2 separate regions of the Triticum aestivum genome follow, and region 2 is linked to region 1. The links are chromatin contacts, called in public Hi-C maps. All regions are on one chromosome and are shown on one strand. Each heading gives the region's core, a stretch centred on a gene start, on an enhancer-like site or on the middle of the called end of the contact. The rest is flanking DNA. Distances are from core to core; before and after follow the strand shown. Region 1 holds the start of LOC123071544 (sterol 3-beta-glucosyltransferase UGT80B1). Region 2 holds the start of LOC123071548 (protein LIKE COV 2).

What was found. Hi-C and Micro-C count contacts between places; a contact is called where the count stands out from the background.
Region 2: a Hi-C map of leaf shows a contact between it and region 1, with 4 times the contacts expected there. The contact joins the promoter of LOC123071548 here to the promoter of LOC123071544 in region 1. A contact is called at or near these places in 3 of 5 Hi-C or Micro-C datasets (all in leaf).

The regions. Positions count from the first base shown.
Region 1 is chr3B:662,868,640-662,874,349 of IWGSC CS RefSeq v2.1, forward strand. It overlaps LOC123071544 (sterol 3-beta-glucosyltransferase UGT80B1), which reads left to right and starts at 2,533. Exons shown (of 14, transcript XM_044495122.1): 1 at 2,533-3,017; 2 at 3,891-4,024; 3 at 4,403-4,645; 4 at 5,269-5,380; 5 at 5,696-5,710. The coding sequence starts at 2,816.
Region 2 is chr3B:663,697,141-663,702,850 of IWGSC CS RefSeq v2.1, forward strand. LOC123071548 (protein LIKE COV 2) reads right to left here and starts at 2,077. Exons shown (of 8, transcript XM_044495126.1): 1 at 1,806-2,077; 2 at 734-786; 3 at 542-651. The coding sequence starts at 1,925. LOC123071550 (ethylene-responsive transcription factor ABR1) reads right to left here. Exons shown (of 2, transcript XM_044495127.1): 2 at 3,905-5,101. The coding sequence ends at 4,275.

The DNA.
Region 1 (5,710 bases), core at 1,283-3,782:
CTATGTTCATGATGATATATCTAGTTATACAATGTACACACTAACAGAAACATAACAGGGAAAATAATCATAAATTCTATCTATTTTTGTCAGAGCCATTGTTTAGGGAAGTGACCCACAAGAATTCTATTCAAGAGTATCAAAATAAATAAAAATACAAATTTTAGTGAACACTGTCTTCTTATTTTCTTGAAGTTACAGAAATTCACAGGGGCACGCATGCGGCCGCACGTTTGTTTTAAGATTGGCGAAGTCTTTAATGTCATTAGCCCTTAATTGTTGCGCTGAGTCCATGCATGTCAACTTTCCACAGAGTTGCATGCATCATCCACCCCATCTCCCATCCTTTTCCATTTTCTCTCCAAATTTGAATCTATTGTATCTTTTGAATCGAAAGTCCAAATTAATTTTTATTTGCTTATTTGTGTTACTTGCAACGACAACCTTCAAACAAGACTAATTATGAATACACTTTGACAACTTTATTTTTTACCAAGTTTCAAATATCAAAACTTGATAATCGTAATATTAAGTTTTTACAAAGTTTCACCAAGTTATCAAGTTTCATTTGCTTTTAGGGGTTATGGCTTATGGCTCAGGGGTTATGGCTAGTTTTTAGAACTTGCTGAATTTATCTTTTGTCCTTCAAATTTTATTAGTTAGAACTTAGAACTTGGTGAAGTTTTTAGAACTTGTCAAAACATATTCAAAAGTGGTAGAGCACTCGTCATAAGGAACGCGAATATGCAATGAATTATAAATTAGACTTTGGTTTCAAAAGATATACTAGATTCAAATTTAGAAGTCAAAAGAAAAAACATGAGAGGTGAGAGTGGGTGGGGCATGCACTATGTGCCAAAAGTTGTACCAAAAGCTGCATGAATAGAATAATTAAGCTCTAATCACTAAACAACACGTGAGTGCTACAAGTGCTTGTCCCTTGTAGTTATGCTTTTTTACATATCTTGTTTTAATTTGTAGATTACTCCCCCGAGTCTGAATAAAGGTGATGCTTGACACATACCACCATATATACAAATTGCAATTTACTACTATATATAATGTAATTATAAAAATGATAAAATCATCACATGACCAAATAATTATCCAAATGCTTCACACATCCAATCCACATAATTCTGAAAATGTTGATGGTGAAAGTTTAAACTTTTGACCAAAGCTATATCAATCAAATTCAAAAGTATTGTCTCATCACCTCAAAGATGCTCATAGGGTGTGCGTGCATGCGTTCATAGGAATTAGTGTATTGCGAGCATCTTCGACTGTACTGTGTTAAAGAAAAAGTCAAAACGTCACAATGTTTTTGTAGACCATGGTAAAACTTTTTTTTTTGAGAGTATGCCAATGGCTACCATATTTTTTTATAGAAGAGAGAAAAATATGTACAAAAGTGGGGCCTAGCAATGTGAACAACGCTGCCCCAAACACCACACCCACCTGAAGAAAAACCCTAGAAGTTACTCTTTCACAAAAAGATGCAATCTACCAACATGGACAACGTGCCGATCTTTGATCTCATCAAGCACATGCTCCGACAATTGCCTCGGGTTCTTGTGCTCAACCAATCTCCCGAATACTCTTGCGTTGTTTCCATAACGACAGATGAGAGCGATGACGAAAGTGTCGAATCCTCTTTTGTTGGCCGTGGGGACTCCCGCATTGGCAGTCTCCCACCACTGGGTGAGCGTGAGGTTAATGTCTGGGCTGAAAATGTGAATGTTCAATGACGAACAACAGCGGTACCAGACCTCTCTCGGGAATACACATTGGATGAGGATGTGTTCCACCTTCCTCTTTTTTTTTTGAGGTGATCCACCTTCCTCTTGTAGGCAAAGGTAACATGAAGAAGGTTGATCTTGCAATCCATGGCGAGCACGGCGGTCAGAAGTCCAGATCGGTACTGTACCGCTAACCAGGCGAAGATTTCAGCCCAAGTTGGATATTTAGGCCAACTCCACCGCGTGACCCAAATTTACCCCAAATCGTCCGTTTGTGTTCGTTTGGGATAAAACGGACAAACCGAACGACCCAACGCATGAGAGCATACGGACGTTTTGTCCGGTTTGTGTCCGCTTTTGCCCCATTTCCAGACCAAAGTTGCTCTCGGTTTGGGGCCAAAGCGGACAGAGAGCGGACGTCTTCGCGTCCTCGTCGTCCGCCTGTGTCCGCCCTTGCCCCACCTGTCACTCTCTCCTTTTCTGTACCTGGCCCATCACGTGCACCCACCATGGACAAATCCGGACAAAATATGGGGTAGCAGCGGTGGGTGCAGCGAGTTTGTCCGGCCTCTGTCCGACGTTTCTTCTCCATATTTTTACCTCATACGGACAAAATCCGGACAAAATGGGGTAAGATTTAGGGTCGTGCGGTGGAGTTGGCCTTATGTCCGACCCAAGTTGCTCTGTTTTTTAGGTGAACCAAGTTGCTCTGTTTCTCCCGTATACGGTCTGCTTGGTCCCGCGAGCACGTTGCCAGCTTTCCAGTCGGCCAGGAGTCCATTGACTCCCCCACGCCAGCGGAAACGGCATCTGGACGGGCTCCACCCGCCCGTCGTCGCTCCCGCACCAAACGCCAGCGAGTCCACCTCCACCTCACCCTTCTCGGCAGCGAGTCGGCAGCCTCGTAGCTGCACGTCCCTCTCTGCAACCCCACCTCGCGCCGCGCTCACTCCCGTCCCCGAGGGCCTCGAAGCTCCCGCCTCCACGCGGCGCAGCCAATGCGAACGCGGTGCTGCGGGCGCTTGTAGCATAGCATCTCTCCCGGCCTGGTCAACCCCATCCTCCCACGAGGGGGTATGGGGTGCAACAGCGAGGCGGTGGCCGGAGAGGGGAGCGGGAGCGGCGACCTTCGGAGGAGGAGAGGGGGCCGGGACGGGGCGGGCGCCTCGTCCTCCTCCTCCTTCGCCGAGGGGACGAGGGAGTTCGTGCTGAGCTCCATGGACGAGCGGTTCTCCGGATCGGTCGACGCCGATGGGTTCCCCTCCTCGCGTCGAGAAGGTCCGCTTCGAGATTTTGTTTTTTCTGTTCTATGCCCAGTGGGCGTGTGTTTTGTTAGGAGTCAGCATACGTCGGTATGTTGATGAATTTGAGACATCAGGGGTTTACAGTCGGAAAGTCAAACCTTGCCTTGTGGTCGCCAAGTTAAGTATCACTGACAATGTAAATGTCTGGCGGATTGGGTGGTTTGCTTTATGAAAAAAAGGGGGCTGCCTTTATGCTTTAGTCAAGGTAACCTCCAAATTTTGAAGGGCAGTTCGAGCCAAGGTGTAAATTGTAGTGTTCAGTGTAGCAGGTTGCTGCTTTCGGTTTTCCAATTTCGCTCCTGCTGTAGAGAACCAGTGGACTGGTTATCATTTTGTTTTTATTTTGATTTCTGTGGTTTACTAGTTATGTTCTCCATTTATAATTAGTATATGTGCATCAATCTGTTGTACTCCCTCCGTCCGGAAATACTTGTCATAGATATGAATGTATCTACTATCTAGATGCATTTTAGTTTTAGATACATTCATTTTCATCCATTTCGATAACAAGTAATTCCGGACGGAGGGAGTACTTTCAGTTCCCCTTAAGGAACAATGATGTTTTCATTGGAACTGTACAGAACACCATGTAGAAATCATCTGTCTCAAACTCTCAATATTAGTGTTGCAAAATTTAGTTCCCAGTTGTATCAGGTGGGTCGACTGATGACGCCACTTTGCACTCTATTCAGAATTAAGTCATTTTCTCTTGTTAATGAATATCTGGAAAATCGACTAATAGAACAACACAAATGTCAACGTGCACAATGGAATTGGCTTATTCTGTACATGTGTATTTTTTGCTCTGAAACATCATTGTTCACAGCGCTGTTCTGGTTTTCTACAGGATTCGGGCATAGTAAATCCACAACTGCAACTTCTAGTCGTTTTAGAGGGCAAGATCACGCTTTTGTAAGATCATACTCCGATAGGTTGCTTAAATGTGACCTCACGTTGGATATGCTATCAGAAAATGAGAAGGTAAGCCTGCTAGCACTTCTTGATTGATACCTTTGCACATTTAGTATACCATGTGTCATTTTTCCTCAAAAACTGTTAACACACTGTGAAATTTGTTAGTCAGCCTGTACTTTTACCAGTGATGTAGTAGTTTTGTTGACCTTCTAATATTAAGAGTTGGCGCTAGTGCATACTAGTCTCCTCCAGTGGACCGATATATAGCCGCAGTTATGACTCTGTCTGCTTGGTTATGCTGGTCCTGAAAATAGATTGATGTTTGGTCTGCTGTTTACCACAATCTTGGCGGACTAGAGCTTGGTTTTAGTTGAGAAGAATTTGTGAACATCCAGTTTCGTCACACTATTTGTTATAACTGTTCTTTGTTGTTTGGTATTTCAGATGAAGATAATTGAGAAATTGGTAAAGATCCAGAAAGATGGTACACTGGAGGTAGATGTGACCCGTAGTGCCCTTGTTGCATCAGAACTCTCAGAGATTGATGCTTTTGGTTCTGTGCCACGTGATGTTGAAGAAGTTAAATCTGGATTTAGCAAGTCTGTCCCGAAGTTGAAGATTGCTATACTTGTCGTTGGAACACGAGGGGATGTTCAGCCGTTTATAGCATTAGCTAAAAGACTTCAGGCAAGTGAACCTGCAAGTGCCTATTAGATATCCCAAATAACAAATGGGCATTCTTGAAAATATATATGATATTTCTGTACTTTATCGGTATGCACTCAAATAAATAGGAGTTAACTTCACATAATTTCTCTGGAATGTCTAGATGATGGGATTGTTACTGCCTGTCCCACGGTTGACGTTATCAGCGAGCTGATGCCTCTTTCGCTATTCTTTGAAATCACAACTATGTTGATTGTTTACTTATCTGCAGCACTACCCAAAATTTGGGATATCCAACATTTGTGTAGCACTAGTTTTACATGCATAAGGTGGCTTCATCATTGACCATTAATTAAAGGAAGAAAAACTCAGCAGGTGTCTACCTTGGAGGTGCTTGAACCCCCTCGAGCTGTTCACAGAAAAGAAAGACATCTGCATTGCTGTTTAAGTTTTCAAGTATAACAATAATCATGATGTCCTACAGCATCTTCGGTCTTTGCAAAGACGAAGAAATATATCTTACAATGTTGTTCCAATTTCACGTGTAACTGTCAAAAACTAGCATACTGATTTTAGCCTACCTTATATGTACATATGGCAGTATATGCTCTTCCTCTTAACAGAAATAATGGTATTTTCTGCAGGAATTTGGACACCATGTTAGATTGGCATCTCATGTCAACTTCCGTACTTTTGTGAAGTCAGCTGGTATTGATTTCTACCCATTGGGTGGTGATCCACGAATTATGGCCCAGTGTATGTTTTGCGTCTATTGCCCTTATATATGCATTTGGCTATCTTTTCTTGACTAGATTGTTCTACTTTTGAGAATGTTTTGCATGTGATAGTCAACTTTTATTATTATTATAATGATAAGACATCACAACTTTTTTATTGTTCTCTAAGAAACAGATGACATCTACTCCCTCCATCCCAGAATGCAAGACGTTTTTTGGTCTAGATTTAGACGTCTTACATGTAGGGACGGAGGGAATAATTCTTAAGCAAATTAAATGTGTAAATGTGCACATAGTCACACTCGATTAGTAAGGTATGCACTTTCAACTGCAGACATGACAAAAAACA
Region 2 (5,710 bases), core at 827-3,326, 830 kb after region 1:
GAGGATCTAAGTTAAAATTGGCTATTGTTCAAGAATGCGGTCGCCAATACCATCAATATTAGCTTATAATATCCTACTTAAACATAAAGCTGGATATTATGATTGCTTGCTAAAGGGCCTACAATTCTTAGGTGTATGGTGGCATGAATGAGATGCTACTAGATATTCCTTTATAATCACACAATATACAACTAGAAGTTCCAATGTAGTATTTGTAATTCTAAGTTAGTACTCCCTATGTTTCTTTTTAGTCTGCATATAAAATTTGGTCAAAGTCAAACTTTTAAAAGTTTGATTAACTTTGTAGAAAAAAATATCAACATCTACAATACTAAAGCTATATGGTATGAAAATTAATTTCATGATGCATCTTATAATATTGATTTAATATTATGAATCTTGATATTTTTTTCTATAAACTTAGTCAAAGTTGACAAAGTTTGACTTTGACCAAATTTTATACGCAGACTAAAAAGAAACGGAGGGAGTAAGTTCAGAACTACCATAGACAGCACGACCAAAGTACAAGTACAAGAATTACCAAATATGTTGACTCCGAGTTTTGCATATAGTGGGCTGAAAAATCCATCAACAAATTGAACGAACCACCATGTGATGAAGAACGTGAAAGCCACAGGAAAAAGAACTACGCTGAAAAGAACATGAAACAAAAGAAGATCAGTAAGCATAGTATTGGTAACATGTTTTAACTTGTTTCTGGTGAAGGATGTACCATCCGGTCATAAATTTTCTCGACACCCAACTCTGAAGAACAGCACAGCATGCCTACACAAAATTTAGCAACCATCAGCAAATTAGTGAAATGAAAAAAATGACCTGTCTTGTGGATGCAGCTCCTTTTGGGTAAAACATTGGAAAGATCACAACATTAGAGAGCTGTGTCGGAGTTATATACTATCCTATTAAGCTTACTGATCTTGATTAATTTTTTTCATTCATAACCTCTTTCCAGCAATAGTATGCACTATGCAGTGCAAACCCATGTTTCGATGCTACCTTAGCACCTAAATAAGGGTATGATCCCACACATTCACCATGTTTTGAACGCTTGGGGCCTTGTTCAGTTGCATCCCTTCTCAAAGGGATTGGAGGGGATTTCGACCTGTAGAAGATTTAATCCCTCTACATCTCTGCTAATCCCCTTCAATTCCCTGTAAACCGAACACAGCCTAATACAACACCGCAGTCCTCAAATTGCTACCGGGTGCCTTCTTGCACAAATAGACGACCAGCATTTCTCAATTGTGGCTTCCCAGTACCACGAGTTGACAGCGCTTTCAGAAAAGGAACACCAGCACATCCAAATTCATTAATAGTAACCTGGACACTAAGGAGATAAGACAAATTAATCGTATCCAAATAAGAGAATGTGTTCTAAGCATATATCTCAAGTTAAGCCACCACAAGGCACAAATGGACAAACAAAACCCAGGGCCGAACGGCCTGACTACTCTTAACTATGAAGAAAGCTTCAAGACAGCTTCAGTCTCCTGAACAGCATCCATATCCCCAATAATCTCCAGAACTATTGTAGAAAATTCGATAACCTAGCTAAACTCGTACTTACTAGTCTAGAAGCACAGCCGACTGAATTTAGCAACCGCCGCACACGAGAGCGGGCACGGGAAACGTGTTGGCATACGCGCAGATCCGACCATATGAAGCACAACCACGCCCAGAACTCCCGAAATACTAGCACACGCAGCGGCGGGGCCCTACGGCAGCGGCACAGGCACGCGCGCGCGATTGGGCCACCGGGGTAGCGGGGTTGGATGGATCCGGACCTTGCGGGTGGAGGTGGTGGGCGAGCTGGGGCGCGGCGGCGACTTGGCCGGGTCCTCGGGGTCGACGGCCTCCGCCGCCTGGCTGAGCGGGACCGACGTCGACTCCTTCTCCTCCGCCATGGCGTGTCCCTCCTTCTCTAGAACCTTCCGGCGGGCGGTGCGGCGGGGGGCGGGGCGAGGAGGGGGGGTCAGGTGAGGTGAGGCGTCGCTGGCTGCGGCTGCGGCTGCCTTTTCCCCGGCTGGCGGAAAGTAGCAGCAAGCGGTTGGTGGCGGAGTCCGCAACCGAGCGAAGGGAGGCGTCAAGCGGTGGCGTGGCGGAGCCACCAAGTCCAAAGTCCAAGCGAAGACCCCTATGACAGGCTGGGCCCACCTGTCACGCCGCGAGCCAGTTCGCGTCGGCTGCCCCCTGCTCCGCCACGCGGCGGTCTGTGGCACCTCGGCTATCCCTGCTGTGCGACGCAGGGCGGTAACGACAAGCCGTGACGGCGTCAGCGAGGCAGCGCCCGAGCGGCCGAGCGCGTCGTTGAATGCCTTTGTGGGGGGTTGGGTTCTGTTTGGGTAAGCTGGCGCCGTGTTGGACGCGCTGGCGTTGAGCTGGCCCGAGCGAGTGTGACGCGACGGAGGAGGAAGGGACGGACGTCGGCTCCATCGGGTCCGACCGGACGGAGGCTGGCCGGAGACCCGTCCGAGTCTGTTCGACGGTCGCTCTCCATGCGCCCCACTGCGGCCACCACATCGTTATGGTGGGCTGAGGCAGGTCAGCTACTTCTCCCCGGCCTGTTAATCACAGATTTTTAGAGTTTTTTATTTGCGGGGAGCAGATTTTTAGATTAAACGGGCGATTTTGTGATCAAATAGGCACAGTTTTTCTTGAGTGCTGGTGAAAGGATAGGTAATTGTGGTTCAACCATTAATTACGAAGCTCTTTACTAGTGCTCCTACGACCTTTTGCTTTCGGGAGAGTCGCTCAAAGAAAATCAAGAAAAAGGGAAGGAATCCTTTCAAAAAAAGGAGGAAGATGTAGCCGCTGAACATATTCCCGTAGGCCTAATATGGGCCGACACTAGGAGAGCCTCCCAGTTCTTTCTCATGTGGAAATAATTGAGCCCAATTCTGGCCCATACAAGTCTATGTAATGTTGCATTAGTATTTTTCTTTTCTTTCCAGTTACTCAAAAATTATTTTTCTTTTCTTCTTTACGCCAAAAACAATTCCAGACAAGATTCTTTTTAATATGTCTTGACAAGGGTTGAGGGGTGCATTTGATGGCGGCAAAAAAGGTCGATAGACTATTGTTAAAAGGAAGTGCACCATGCTCAATATTCATAGGGAGATCAAAAATTGGATTGGTTTGACCAATCTGGATATCACTAGCTGGAGCAACTTCCACACCGTGATGGAGTGGTGGCACCACACGGTGGGCGTCAATGCTAACATGAGAAAGGGTCTTGCATCCCTCGTCATGTTGGTCTCTTGGAAGATTTGGAACGAGCGAAACACGAGTATTTAGAAATGTGTCATCCTTGCCAACTGTAATCACATCTAAGATTAAGACCGATGCTGGGTTACGGAGGTTGGCAAGGGCTAAGCGTCTGTGTTCTTTAATGCCGCGAGATTAGGCTTATTTTTTGGGGTCTATGTATTTCCAAACTCTTCTTAATTAATGAGACGAGGCAAAACTTTTGCCTCCGTTTCAAAAAAAATAAAGTGAGAAGTATCTCCTCCTAGGTGAAAGAATTTAGATGTGAGCCAAAAGATTGTATTTATTGACATGAGTGTTTGAGTATGGTGGCATAGATTCGTTAAACAAGATAAGAACGATCAAAAGCTACAAAAAGGTCAGTAGAAGGAAAATAATGGCATCGCCACAAATGCAAAACAAACAGGCATCAAAGCCGAGCGTAGCAGAGCATGACACCATCTCTTTTCACTGGCCGGCCGTGGAATGGATCGCGTCTGTATAATACTCCCTACATACAACGACATAATATTATGGTAGAGAGTACTATCCCTTCTTGTTCGAACACTGGTTTCTTTAAAGAAAATCGATACTAGGAATCACTAATCCATGCCATGTTTTGCAGAGAACACACTACAAGTCCAGGTAGCACGTAACATTCATTATTTTTCCCAAATGACTCTGATTAAACCTCCCCAAAAGTATCCAATCCCCATCTGCAAGCATCAAGCTCGCTCTTCCATTTTTTTTAATTTGCAGTAATAACCAAAGCAGAAAGTACTAAAAACGGGGCGACCCGCACCACCTCCCAAACTAATAATCAACGAACGAACAAAATGAGCACGCCCATAGCTGTCAATCAACACATGCCCCTCGGTGAGTGACGCCATCATTCTCAACCTTCCTCTGCTTGCTGGTTGCTGCTGCGCCCGTCTCCGTCGCCTTCCGTACACAACTTATTCTTTCTTCCAGAGACGGCGCAGAATCTTGGCCTTGGCTTTGCGGCTGCGCTATTGGGTGTGCGGCGGGTGGTACGGCTGCTGGCTCGAGTCGGACCAGGAGGCCGCCGTCGTCGTCCCCGGGTAGGGCGCCAGCGCGCTCTCCCAGCTCCACTCCGCCGCCGCGTTGCCCTGCTGCTGCTGGTGCTGCTGCGAGTCGTGCGGCGACGAGTAGTAGTGGCCCGGAGCAGAGGACGCGGAGGAGGATGACGGGACGGTGGCCACCGAGACGGAGGAGGTCGGGAACGAGTAGTAGGAGCCCAGGAAACCGCTCATGGTGCCGCCGCCGCCGCCATATGAGCTGCTCATGCCGCCGCCGTACGAGCTGGACATGCCGCCGCCGCCGCCGCCCCCGCCGTAGAACGAGAGAAGGTTGCCTTGGTTGGCGGCGGCGCCTCTGCCCTGCAGGAGCATCTGGTAGCGCAGGTAGTCGGAGGCCGGCCCGGCGCCGGCGTACATGCCGGGCGTCGAGGCCGACGCCGCGGCGATCGGCACACGGGCCGGCGCGGCGGCGGGGGCGACGGTGGCCGGGTGCAGGCGCGCGTCCTCGGGGAAGTTGAGCTTGGCGCGGCTGCCGCGGAAGCGCAGCGCGGCGTCGTCGTAGGCGCGCGCCGCGGCCTCGGCCGTCTCGAAGGTGCCGAGCCAGACGCGCGCCGCCTTGTGCGGGTCCCGGATCTCCGCCGCCCACTTGCCCCAGGGCCGCTGCCGCACCCCTCGGTACCGCCGGCGCGGCGCCTCCGCCGCCTCCACGTTGGACGACGCCGGGGAGCGGGAGCGGTGTTCCTCCATGGTCGCCGCGCTCGCGCTCGCGCTCTGGGTGTCCGAGCTCTGATCCGACCCTGCGCACGGACGCGGAAGCATATTTATACGGTGTCACGGGGACGAGGCGCCAAGCAAAAGCAGAGAGAATGCAAAGCGAGGCAGCGCAAGCGTGTTCCAAGTTGTGCACTCGCGCATGCAGTGTGTGTATGTGCATGCACCCGAACGCGATTTGCAAGGTGTTAATAAAGCGCGTCCGTCCCGATCACCGAGGGGTTAAATTTAGGAATGTGAACTGGAAAGCAGTAGAGAAAAGATATTCATGCTTCCAGCAAAGCGATAAGCACCACCTCAAGAATTCGAACCGCTTTTCGTTGCAAAAGGAGGAAAAAATGAAGGAAAAAAACTGCCTTTTCAGGAAAGAAATGAACTCTCTCGACCGTATTCTCGTTGTTGTATGCGCGTCACGCAAGCTCATCCATGACATATTGGCATGTACTCCTACGTACATGACACGAAGATGCACTGTATTTTATACATATGTACGATGAAATGCTACGTACTACCTGAAGACTTAGCTGTGTCTTTGTTGCGTTGCAGAGGTGCAGTGGATTACAAGACTAGGTTCAATGGCGTACAACTGTGCAGCAGTGGATTACAAGAGATAGGGTTCGTTTCATTTTCCTTAT